3 separate regions of the Mus musculus genome follow, and all the other regions are linked to region 1. A link is a contact called in public HiChIP or PLAC-seq and promoter capture Hi-C data. All regions are on one chromosome and are shown on one strand. The core of a region is the stretch at or near the end of the contact, and the rest is flanking DNA. Distances in the headings are between cores, read along the strand shown.

Region 1 (3,951 bases), core at 374-2,873:
AGAATTTTTTACTCCGGCTTTAGCATTTCTTATTAGAAAAAGAAATAAAAGCAACTAAAAATAAGAGATTTTGTTCTGCACACCCATGCAGAAGACCAATAGAGATGACTTCCTTGGAGCAAACAGAAATTTCTCTGTTCAAAAGGTTCCATTAGACACATGTGTTTACTGCAGAGAAGGGCAAAAGAGAAGCGCAAAAGAGACACAATCTGGAGCTGTTGCTATAGCACAGTAGGCAGAGCACTTGCCTCGCATGCACAAGGCCCTGGGTTCAATTCTCCGCACCACATAGACCGCACGGTGGAGCACACCTGTAATCCCAGCACTGTGGAGACAGCAGTATCAGGAGTTCAAAGGTCATCCTCTACATTAGTGAGTCTAAAGTTAACTGGACTACATGAGACTTGAGACCCTGTGAAAAAAGAGTGGAAGAGAAGGAATGGAAAGGAGAGGGGGAGGAAGAGAGGAACAAGGGGAGAGAGGGAGAAGGAAAAGAAGGAGGTGGAAGGGTGGGGGCAAAACCACACCCATCTGGGTTAAAGGAACAGGTTCTGCAAATGCGCAAAGACGGGGAACCCAGGTGCCTGCGGAACCTAAAGGTGTCCACTGCAGACATCTTAGGAGGATGTAGGGGGTTACACAAGACCAGATCTACTTATCACTTGTCTCTGAATGATTTCCTCTCATCCCCAAGCTGGCACCTAAAAGCAGCGCCAGTTTTCTAACTGCTGGCTTTCTACTTCAGGAAAGTAGGTCAACTGAGTTCCAAGAATGTAAGTTCTGATTATCGGCGTTTTGAGAATTTTAAATCTTCCCAAGAAAGGCAGTGGGCCACTTTTAGCATAAATGGCTCACAAAACTAAACAAAACCCATAAACATTCTAAACAATTTGGTTTTCCGAAAAGTGTCTTCTTGAAAAACCTTAATACCCATTGGCAGCTGAGACACAGCAGGAGTATCATAATTTAAATAGCAAAGATGACTACAGTTTCACGCCTAGGCGGAAATAAAGAGAAGCAGGTTCAGGTTCTCTCACCCGCACACATGAAGCAGAAAGATGCCCTTTCGACTCTCTCTGCCTTGATCAAACTCACTGTGCAAGTTAAACACATACACAAACTATCCGACATGTTATATTGCCCTAATGGGCCAGCACCCGGAAAACCGCAAAAGCCAGAAAAGATAAACAGAAAGCACTACGTTGTCTGAAACACAAGCATTCTGGGCGATAATGAAAGAATTCTAGCTGAGAGAAGGGAAAAAGGGTTTAAGAGGCTGAGGCCGGGCCACGGGTAGGCGGTGGACGGCAACGCCTCCTTCCCGGGTAGGAAGGGAAGGAACTGGGGTGTGGAAACGGCTGCTTCCCGAACGAGGAGGCCGAGCGAGCGGCAGCCTCGAGGCATCCACCCCAGCCCTCAGCCCACAGGTCCCGGCCGCCGCCGTAGGCTCACCAGCTGCAAGCCTTTGAGGATGCGCCGATGCCAAGGGAGCCTGCCCAGGACGAAGTAGGCGGCCAGGCCGCTGCGCGCACCCCTGCCAGTGCCCGGGGCCGCCTCGGTGGTGGGACTGTAGACCGCTCCGTTCTCCATCGCCCGCAAACACTCGCTCACCCAGCTAAACTCTCGGCCGAGCGGTAGGGGGCGTCACTTCCTGGGACTCCGCCCACGCTTCCGGTCAACTCCGCCCTCCTCACGCCTCGTCACGCCCCCTCGCTTGCTGAGCTCCAGCCCATAGAATTTCTCTCCCTTTGCCACGCCCCCATGGTTTGCCGCGCCTCTTGTTCGCCACACCCCTCTGCCTTTCCTGCTCTCTGGTTAACTCTCGACAGTTTCTTTCTTTTTTTGGGTTTTTATTTTATTTATTTATTTATTTTTGGTTTTTCGAGACAGGGTTTCTCCGTGTAGCCCTGGCTATCCTGGAACTCACTCTGTAGACCAGGCTGGCCTCGAACTCAGAAATCTGCCTGCCTCTGCCTCCCAAGTGCTGGGATTAAAGGCGTTGCGCCACCACTGCCCGGCTAACTCTTGACAGTTTCATGCTTTCGATGGACTTCAGCTTTTTTGTTTTTTGGATTTTTTAAATTACACTTTGATTAATCTATCTATTTTATCTATATTTTTAATCTATCTATCTATCGATCTATCTATCCATCCGTCCATCCACCTATCTAAGAAGGAGCGTTGTGCTGAGGTCAGAAAACTATTCTGAGTCATTTCTTCCTGAGAATTGAATTCATTTTCAGGCTTAGTAACTGGCGCCTTTACCTACTGAGCCACCTCTCCGCCCTGACTTGATCTGTGTCTTTTAGTTTCGTTTCGGTCTGATTTAAAAATAAAAGAAATAAAACCAAGGTTTCACGTGCCCAGACTAGCCTAGAACTATGTACATAGCCAGCACTAGTCTGCAACTAGTGACAATCCTCCTGCCTCTGTCTCTGAAGTGCTGAGATTACAGGCACGTGCTCCTCCTCCCCTCAGCCTGTTTTGTTTTTTTAAAACTGCCAGAGATCACATTGAGGTCCTTCTGTATGCTAACCGCCCTCCTCCCCCGCGCCCGTCCCCGTCTCCCCCCGCCCCGCCCCCCCGCCCCCCCCCCCGTTGAGCTGCACCCCTCCATGCTCCTCCCACAGAGATTTGACTTATTTCTCACGTCTCACTATCTTCCATCTTTCAGATAGTCATCTTCTCATGGGCGGGAGGGGTGCACCCGCGTATGAAGGTGCAGGCTCGCGCGGGTGCAAGTGTGGAGGTCAGAAGTCAACCTTGAGTATGTTCCTCAGGCACCATCTACCCTGTTTTAGGGCAGTGTGTCTCACTGAACCTAGCTTACTAGATAGGTGAGGCTAAAAGGCTAAGAAGACCCAGAGATCAGCGTCCCGCCTTGCCAGCTCCGCCGTTACAAGCACAGGCTACATTGGTCTTTTTATATGGGTTCTAGGAATCGAACTCACATCACCAATGGCAGCCAGCACTTTACCAGCTAAGCTGTCTTCCCTGTTCTTGTTTTTCAGTATCATTGGATGTTTACAGTACAACTGAAAACCAGATCTGGATATTAAGTTTACTGCCCCGTGCCAACCAGAGACAGAAAATCCTTTCTGGCAGGACAGTTAGCAGATTAATGAAAATTTCAAAGGACAATTAACAAAAAGATTAATCAGAGTGTCAGATATTGATATATGACATGAACATACTGACCATGCCAACAGATGAGTGGACAAAAGAAATGCAGAACATTTAGTGGAATTTTACTCAAGTTTATTGTTCTTGTTTTGTGAAACCATGACATCTGTAGGAAAATGAATACAACAGAGTATTACTGTGAAGGGAAATAAGGCACATTCAAAAGACAAAGGCCATATGGTCTGTCTCATATGTAGGTCCTAGATTTTAAAATTATATTTATGGGGCTGGAGAGATGGCTCAGTGGTTAAAAGCAATTTCTGCTCTTTAATAGAATCTAAGTCTGGTTCCCAGCACCCACATAGGGTGGCTTACAACCACCTGTAACTCCAGTTCCAAGGGATCCAATGTCCTTCTATGGACTCTCCTGATATATGCATATATGCACACTCTCCGTGTGTGTCTGTCTCTGATCTCTGTCTCTCTCTGTCTCTCTCTTTCTCTCTCTCACACACACACCCCTGCACAAATATACAAAGGAAAAAATAAATTTTTTAACTTTAAATTTATATTTGCCTGCATGTATATTTGTATACCAGGTAAATCTCTTCTGCCCACAGAGGTCAGAAGAGGGCATTGGAGTCTCTGGAACTGGTGTTATAGGTCGTTGTAAAGTGCCTACAATCAAACCTGGGTCCTCTGCAAGAGCATCAACTACCCTTAAGTACTGAGCCATCTCTCCAGTCCCAGGATAAATCAACTTAGTGTGTGTGTTTGTGTGTTTACATGGGGTGTTTGTATATCATGAAACTAGAAAGGACTTCATGA
Region 2 (3,951 bases), core at 679-3,178, 110 kb before region 1:
GGTGGTGGGAGGAGAGACTGGGTCTCACTATGTAGCCCAGCCTGGCCTCAAACCCTCTATGGATCCCAATATGACCTTGAACTATGTATTTCTAGATAGGGTTTCTGTATCTAGGCTGAGCTCACTATGTAGCACAGACTATTATTTCAGACAGGGTCTCACCCTGTAACTTTACTTTTTTTTTTTAAGATTTATTTATTATTATAGGTAAGTATACTGTAGCTGTCTGAAGACACTCCAGAAGAGGGCATCAGATTTAGTTATGGATGGTTGTGAGCCACCATGTGGCTGCTGGGATTTGAACTCGGGACCCTCAGAAGAGCAGTCGGCGCTCTTAACCACTGAGCCATCTCACCAGCCCCTTACCCTGTAACTTTAGGCTAGCTTTGAACTCTATCCTCCTGCCTCAGCTCCCCCAGTGATGAAATTATCAGTATGAGCCACCACACTGAAACTGTTGGCATATTCTTGAAACACTTTACCCTAGAGTTTTCCTAGGGAGGACCCAGGTTTAAACTCTCCCCGCCCCCACCCCACCCCCAAGACAGGGTTTCTCTGTGTATCTCTGGCTGTCCTGGAACTCACTCTGTAGACCAGGCTGGCCTCAAACCTCTACCTCTCCAGGCTAGGATTAAAGGCTTGCAACACCACCACCCAGGTTAAAAAGATGTTTTTGTTTGTTTGTTTGTTTGTTTGTTTTTTCAAATCAGGGTTTCTCTGTGTATCTCTGGCTGTCTTCGAACTCACTCTGTAGACCAGGCTGGTCTGGAACTCAGAGATCTGCCTGCCTCTGCCTCCTGAGTGCTAGGATTAAATGTGTGAGCCACCATCTCCCATAAACTAACTCCTTCTATTAGCTTGTTCTTTGTGCTTTCTTTTCGGATCCACCAATAGGATACACTTTCTGACAACTTTTAAAATCTGATATGCCTTCACTTCGAATCAAAGCCCACTTGGTGGGTTCAGATGAATTGTCTCTTGTCACTCTTCACAAAACAAGAGGAGGACAGGCACATGGAAGCAGATCATTTTAGCCAAATGTCCATCGTCCATCAAAGTCCGTCTTGAAACACGGGTGGTAGCACTGAGGTCCAGTAAAGCAGAACCAATAACTTCATGCTAATTACACAAGTACCCAGGGTTCTGCGCAGCACTCACCTGACTGGCACACAGCTGCCCACGCAAGGAGATGTCCACCCCTCCTCCCTGACCCCGGGAAGCACAACTAGCTTGTCATAAACATCACTTTGCACAGACGGTTCCATTCAAGTTTGAAACAAGCCCCCCCCCCCCCAAAGCTAATGAGATCTGTCATATTGATACATCTTGACCAGGAATCCCGAACATCTCCCCCACTTTCCATCTTCCTCTCCACAATCCAGCTAGTCTCCGCCAAAGTTGTGGAGAGCGCCTAGAAGCCTCTCGCTCTCACTCCCCGGCGATTAAGTTGGTTCCTCAAATTGTTCCGGACAGGAGGGGCAGGAAACAGCGCCGGCTTTGGTGACGGCTGCAGCGGAGTGGGTGAGGGCTGTCCAAGCGGCCTCACATCGATCCCTGGTTTAAGGTCTGGTTAGGTCACAATTCTAGCCTCCCTCCCCCAACCGCCTGTAGTCCTGGAGCGGCCACGTCCCTAGAGGCCTGAGTTTCCTTAAGAGGCCCTGCTGCTAGTCCAGCCAGGTGGGAGGAAGCTGGTCCAAGTCTGGTGGCCCTAGGTGGGCGGAGCCTAATTGTGGCTCGAGCTAGAAGGAGTGTGACCAGGAGGTGCCGCTCACCCTTAGCGATCCGGTACGCGTCCCTGCACCCCCGAGAGCTCTCAGTCCCTGGGAGACAGGTGCTGTGGCCGCGCGGCGGCGCCCCCGAGGGGAGGTCCTGGAGTGCCCGCCCTCACCCGCCCAGTCTACGCCCCTCCTCTTCTCTCCCCTCCCCCGCAGTCCACTGCCACCGGTCGCCAGCGATCCCGTTCCCGGGTCTCCGAGCAGACCCAGAGTGCGCTCGCCGAGGTGTTGGGACACTTGCGGACCTGACCCTGGAGATCACCCGGGTTTGCCCGCCTCCCATCATCCGCGATTCCCTGGCCCGCGATCCTGAGCCCAGGGAACTCATTGGGTGGGGGTAGGGTCCTCGGGGACCCGGGCCAGCTCCCGGGGCGACGATGGAAGAGCAGCAGCGCGCGCGCTCGCACACGGTCACCACCACTACCAGCTCCTTTGCGGAGAACTTCTCCACCACCAGCAGCAGCTTCGCTTACGACCGAGAGTTCCTCCGTACCCCGCCGGGGCTCCTGATCGTAGCCGAGATCGTAAGTGTCGGGCCGGGCCGGGCTGGGCCGGGCGGAGGGAGGCAGGTGGACTCGGCTAGCTCGCGCGCCTCCAGCTCCGCCCACCGAGCTGGCTCCGGTCTTCCCGCGGGCTCCGGGAACACTCTTGAGCTTCGACTTCTTTGTAAAGTGCAAAACTCACATTCAGGTTCTTTCACCTGAGGCTCCCTTGGGAACCAGGGTTGTGACCCTCAGGATGTCTGCTGTGGGAGGTAACTCACAGCTTGCTGTTTTCATTCGAAGGATGGTGGTCTTTCCCGGGAGCCGGATACTTTGGTGGGCGTTTATAGATAATGGGTGTCTGGAATACTTAGGGCCTACCTCACCTGATCTCCACGTGCAGGGGTCCCTAAAAAACAACGTTTTTGTTTGTTTGTTTGTTTGTTTGTTATCAAACTGACCCTTCCAAAGTGCTGGTCTGGAACTCAGAGCTTCACGTGCCAGTCGGATGCTCTATCGCTGAGCCGCACCCCCAGTTTTAAAAGTTTTCCTATTAAAAGTTATAAAGGAGAGAACTTCTGAGTAATTAACTTCCTGTGGTCAAATACAGATGAATCAAGAACATTTCCCTGAATAAATCTGAGAATCTCAACCTCTTTAAGCCCTTGAGGGCCGCTGTACGGACTGAGCACATCCTGGTGGGGGCTGGGCAAGTGCCCGGGAGGGAGGCAGGACTTGTACGTGCTGTTCCTGGGAAGCCAGGCCTTCCGCCTGGAGTTCTGTTGACTACTGGTGGAGGCCACTATCTATTGTCCTCGCCCTCTACCAGGGTGTCAGTCCTGGAGGAGCTTCTAAGTTTGTGTAGGCCCTGATGCGCTCTCCCTTGAAGGTGGTTGCAAGTAAGCTTATTTTACACGCGAGGAAACTGAGTCAGAGACTGGACGGAAGTTTACACTTGTTGGCAGAGCTGAGATTCAAACCTATGTCTGCCCTTTTCTTGCTCCCTGCTCCTACCTGCTAAGGAGCGTCGACTCCCACAGTCTAAATAGGAGTCCCCCTTCTGTTGCATCTCAGACCCAAGGAAGCATTTGTGAAACTGAAATCCAGCCCATAGGAAAGCTAGAGAATGGGGGCGGAGATCGTGTTGTACAGTGGTTGAGTGTGCATGGACCCTCTGAGAAACCTTCAGCAGCCCCTGTGTGGATCCCGGGAGCTTGCTGACTCAAGGCGCAGATCCACCCCAGACCCACCCAATCAGCTTCCACGGAAAGTTGGGAAAGTGTTAGCTTAGCTCATCTCCAAAATGGTTGGCCCAGGCAGCCCCAAGGGTATTTGCAGCCCTATTAAATAGCCCTAAGTATTACAGTCACAGTGCAAGGCCTGGCCTGGCGTTAAAGAGCTCAACAAATATTTGCTGTGTGAGTGAGGGAGTTGGCTGGCTCTCCCGCTTCAGAAAAGCAAATAGACGCTCAAGTGACTGAGTTGGGGCTTCTGTGGGGTGGCTCAGACCACCACCACCTTGTGTTGGTGTGTTTGCTGCCCACGTGCTCTCTGTTACATACCTTCAGAGAATATGAAAGCGATAGAACTGTCAAGGACCCTTCGTCCCATCACTAAGGTGAACTACTGTTGATGTGTTCACATGGCTCTATAGGCTGCAGGGAGCTCCCCCATACAGTTTTTGGGGTTGGTGT
Region 3 (3,951 bases), core at 1,011-3,510, 67 kb after region 1:
GTGTTGTCTGAAAATCGGCAGTTAAGTTCATAGGTTAGCAGGCAGCAGCAGCTTGAGCCACCTGCATGGATACACTAGCAGTCCGGTTCAGTAGAGTTAGGTTAACAACATCGGTGATATGACCTAGCAGAGATAACCGGGCCTCAGCCTTGGTACGAGTTAGCAGGAGAGACAAGGAGGGATGCCGGCAGAAGTTCTCAGCTGTGCCTCTCTCAGAGAATCGATGGTCAGACCCACAAGCATTGCACCACTAGCTCTATAAGCAAGCCTAGCTCAGCCTCCTTCATTGCCAGTAGAGTCCTTTTTATACACTCTCCAAACATCACGTGTCCTCCACAGGTCTTGCCTCAGTATGTGTGTCTGTCTCGGCTGACATCACTCCGTCAATCAGCCCAAGTCCACAGAAGCAGCAAGAAACTGTAGCACACCACCAGAAGTCTTTTGGCCAGTTTCTCTCTATCAAGTCCTGACAAATGCAACTCAACTATGCAATGGAAGGTGGACCAATTTGTATGCTGTTAGCAAAGAATCCTTCATCACATGTCCTTTCATGTGCTTGCTTTAGCAGAACATCCTCTCTCCTGTGTCTCCTTCACGAAGTGAAACATTCCTTCACGAGTCTGCCTTAGCCCTTCACATCTGTGTCCACTTTAATGAAACACTCCTTCACGTGTTTGCCCCAGCAAAACACCATCCAACTAACTTTCCAAAGAACCCTTAAGTTTCCACTTCACCTGTGGGCTCCTTTGGTTGGTTGGTTAAGACAGAGTTTTTCTGTGTGTAGCTTTAGCTGTCCTGGAACTCTCTGCAGACCAGGCTGGCCTCGAACTCACAGAGATCCACCTGCCTCTCTCCCATTGAGTGCTGCCTGTGCCATCACCACCTGGTTCTGTGGAATACATTTTATAAACCAACCTTAACACCAACTGAAGACTACGGAGCCTTTGAAGAGTAATTGTGAGACAACCTCCTCCCTATAAGAAACCAGAGTCAGAAACACACACTGATGTAAATATTAAAGCTTACCGACATGGAGGTTAGAGAGATGGCTCAGTGGTTAAGAGCTCTGACTACTCTTCCAGAGGTCCTGAGTTCAATTGTAACCAACCACATGGGTGGTTCACAACCATCTATAGTGAGTTCTGATGCCCTCTTCTGGTATGTAGGTGTAGATAGAGAACTCATATACAGAGGTAAATCTCTTTTTAAAAGGCACACAGGTGCCAGGCATAGTGGTGCACGCCTTTAATCCCAGCACTTGGGAGGCAGAGGCAGGCGGATTTCTGAGTTCGAGGCCAGCCTGGTCTACAAAGTGAGTTCCAGGACAGCCAGGGCTATAAAGAGAAACCCTGTCTCGAAAAACAAAACAAACAAACAAACAAACAAAAAAGGCACACAGGCACACATCAGAGAGGGCATCAGCTGTTGGAGCTAGAAAATGCAAAGTTATATGGACATTCCAATGAGCTATTTTTCTCTCTTTCTTTCTTTCTTTCTTTCTTTCTTTCTTTCTTTCTGTCTGTCTTTCTCTCTCTTTCTTTCTTTTGGCTTGTTGCAATTTATTTACTTTTATTTTATGTATATAGGTATTTTGTCGGTATTTATATCTATATCTATGTACCACATGCACACAATATCCACAGAGACCATCACATCCTCTGGAATGGAATTACAGATGGCTGTGAGCCATCATGTGAATGCTGGGAGCTGGGAGAGGAACAGGTCCTCTGGAAGAGCAGTCAGGGCTCTTAACCACTGAACCATCCAGCCCATCAGTCTTCTAGTTCAATCCTGCTATTCTTAGTACATATTTCTCGCCATTAGTCACTTCATGGTGCAAGGTGACAACTACAGCTCCAACCAACATTCTAATGGAGGAAGGAAGAACAGAAGAACAAGAAAGAAACACTTTGTCGGTTAGCTCCACTTAGGGAGTCTCTCTGGCCAATCTCACAGAATGCTTCCGTTTAAAGCCTATTACACTTTCTCATTACAAAAGAGGTTCAGAAATAGCCTGCCTTTGTCAGGGAGATTGCTAAAATCAGAGCGGTGCTACGGGGAAAAGAGAATGTCAGGTCAGATCACCAACGGTCTGCCTCGCTGGAGACCAGAACGGCTGCTGCAGAAGACTGGGGAGATCATAGGGAATGAGCTAAAGGGATTTCTATTTTCAAAATTCTGCACCCCTTCACGTTTCTACTCCCTCCCTTACCCATGCGGCACGGTGGCAACCCAGATAAAAACAAACTGGAGAAGACTGAGTCTCCTACACATGGCTGCACAGCAAGCCATTGCAGAGGGCCACAGCCTAAAATAACAGTGCTGTAGGGGCTGGAGAGATGGCTCAGCCCTAGGAAGTTTGTGAAGTTATGAGCACGAGTTCAGATCCCAGTACCCAGACAATAAGTCCAGCATCTCGTGTAGCCCCTGTCTGAGGTGGGCAGAGAAAGGTGAATCACTGGGGCTTGCAGGCTTCTAGCCTAGCTGAGAAATCGTGAGTCCCAGGTTCCAGGAGAGACCTTGTCTCAAAGGAGTAGGTGGAGACTGCTGGAGGAGGGCATCTGGTGCCGCCTTCTGGCTTCTGTGCGCATGTGCGCAGGGGGTGAGGTGGGGGTGGGGCCGTGTGCGCACGCACTTCATGTACACAGTGCTTTGTTATTTCTCGTCTTGTGGACTAGCTGGACTCAGCCGTGTGGTCCCGCTGATCTCTTTGGAACTACTTATGCAAGTACAAGACACCAACAGAGTCACTGGCTCCAAAGAGGCTAGGATGAGCTAAGGTCTATGGCTAACTGTTAGCTTGCAGTCTCTCCACGTGGTTCCCCAAAGCCAGCAGTCTACCTGGGAGTTTCTGTCTTGGTAGGGAATAGTCCATGCATCAGCAGGTGGGAGCTACAAGGCCTCTCAAGAAAACGAGGCTCTATAGGAACAGGTTGCCAAGGGACGGAGGCAGAACATGCTGAGAGCTTCAACTTCTAAGCGAGTCCAGACAAAAATAAGCCTTTTAGGAATAACAAACAATCATGACTTCGATCTAAAGAAAAAAGAAAGAGAACAAGGCTCAAGATTTTGAAAGACATAGCTTCTGTCCCATTCAGTGGGCCAAAGTAAGTCTCAAAAATCATGGATTTAAGATGTACAGGAGGCAGACTACATCACATCTTGGGATGGACCTGCAATAAAGTCACACTGGGAAGGAAGCAAGGAGCCCATCAGGGAAGATACAACATGAGAACTGGCTGCCAACCTTCCCTGAATAAAGCAAGGGCTGGTTGAATAAGTCCTGCCCACACAAACAGCACCCCGTCTGTCTCAGGTAGGAGAGCTGTTATGAGAGGGGTGGGAGGGAGGTAGTACACACCTACAATCCCAGCACTTAGGAAATGGATGGTGGAAACAGAAAAATCAGAAGTTCAAGGTCACCCTCGGCTACATAGTGAATATGAGGCCAGCTTACTCAAAACAAACAGCAACAACAACAACAGCAAAAGGAGTTCTGGGGCTGGGCAGACAGCTCAGTAGACAAGAGTGCTGGTTGCTGAAACTTGAAGACCCACGTTTGGATCTAAGCAACATATAAAAAGCCCAGCATGGTGGGGGCTGTAGAGGTAGCTGGCGCAGCAGTTAAGAGCACTGACCATTCTAACAAAGAACCCAGGTTTGATTTCCAGCACCCGCATGGTGGCTCACAATCATCTGTTACTTAGGCTCAGGGCATCTGACATCTACTTCCGGTGTCAGATGAGCATAGCTCGAACGCGGTGCACAGATATATGCATAGGCAAAGTAACCATGCACATAAAATGTTTCTTGGTTTTGTTTTGTTATGTTTTGTTTTTTAAAGGTTCAGTGTGGTTGTGCTTGCCTGCGACTCCTGCCCTATGGGGGTGACGGGAACCAGGCGGATCAACAGAGGCTTTCTAGTGTCCAGTCAAGACAGGTCCCCTGTCT

The links. HiChIP or PLAC-seq counts read pairs in DNA pulled down with a chosen protein or histone mark. Capture Hi-C pulls out chosen DNA fragments and counts their contacts.
Region 2: a contact with region 1 is called in a promoter capture Hi-C map of liver. The contact joins the promoter of Cmtm8 here to the promoter of Cmtm6 in region 1. A contact is called at or near these places in 5 of 115 datasets of contacts at active chromatin or transcription factors (the 230-238 cell line, embryonic stem cells, extraembryonic endoderm stem cells and 1 more) and 3 of 9 other capture datasets (adipose tissue, liver and pancreatic islet).
Region 3: a contact with region 1 is called in an H3K27ac HiChIP or PLAC-seq map of embryonic stem cells, with 6 read pairs. The contact joins the enhancer-like site here to the promoter of Cmtm6 in region 1. A contact is called at or near these places in 1 of 39 promoter capture datasets (macrophages), 42 of 484 Hi-C or Micro-C datasets (the 63-12 cell line, B cells, the BV-2 cell line and 29 more), 17 of 115 datasets of contacts at active chromatin or transcription factors (CD8 T cells, the SCID.adh cell line, bone marrow-derived dendritic cells and 10 more) and 4 of 9 other capture datasets (adipose tissue, embryonic stem cells, liver and 1 more).

What each region holds. Positions count from the first base shown.
Region 1 is chr9:114,728,875-114,732,825 of GRCm38.p6, reverse strand. Cmtm6 (CKLF-like MARVEL transmembrane domain containing 6) reads right to left here and starts at 1,623. Exons shown (of 4, transcript NM_026036.3): 1 at 1,453-1,623. The coding sequence starts at 1,590.
Region 2 is chr9:114,842,129-114,846,079 of GRCm38.p6, reverse strand. It overlaps Cmtm8 (CKLF-like MARVEL transmembrane domain containing 8), which reads left to right and starts at 1,928. Exons shown (of 4, transcript NM_027294.2): 1 at 1,928-2,299. The coding sequence starts at 2,153.
Region 3 is chr9:114,662,645-114,666,595 of GRCm38.p6, reverse strand. No RefSeq gene overlaps it. Among named protein-coding and RNA genes, the nearest start is that of Dync1li1, 24 kb to the left of the region's middle. Within about 2 kb of position 2,260, at least 17 of the 459 cell types and tissues checked have an H3K27ac peak or open chromatin away from gene starts, as enhancers often do. A contact at or near this core is called in the N1E-115 cell line, embryonic stem cells, extraembryonic ectoderm and 1 more, where this site is marked.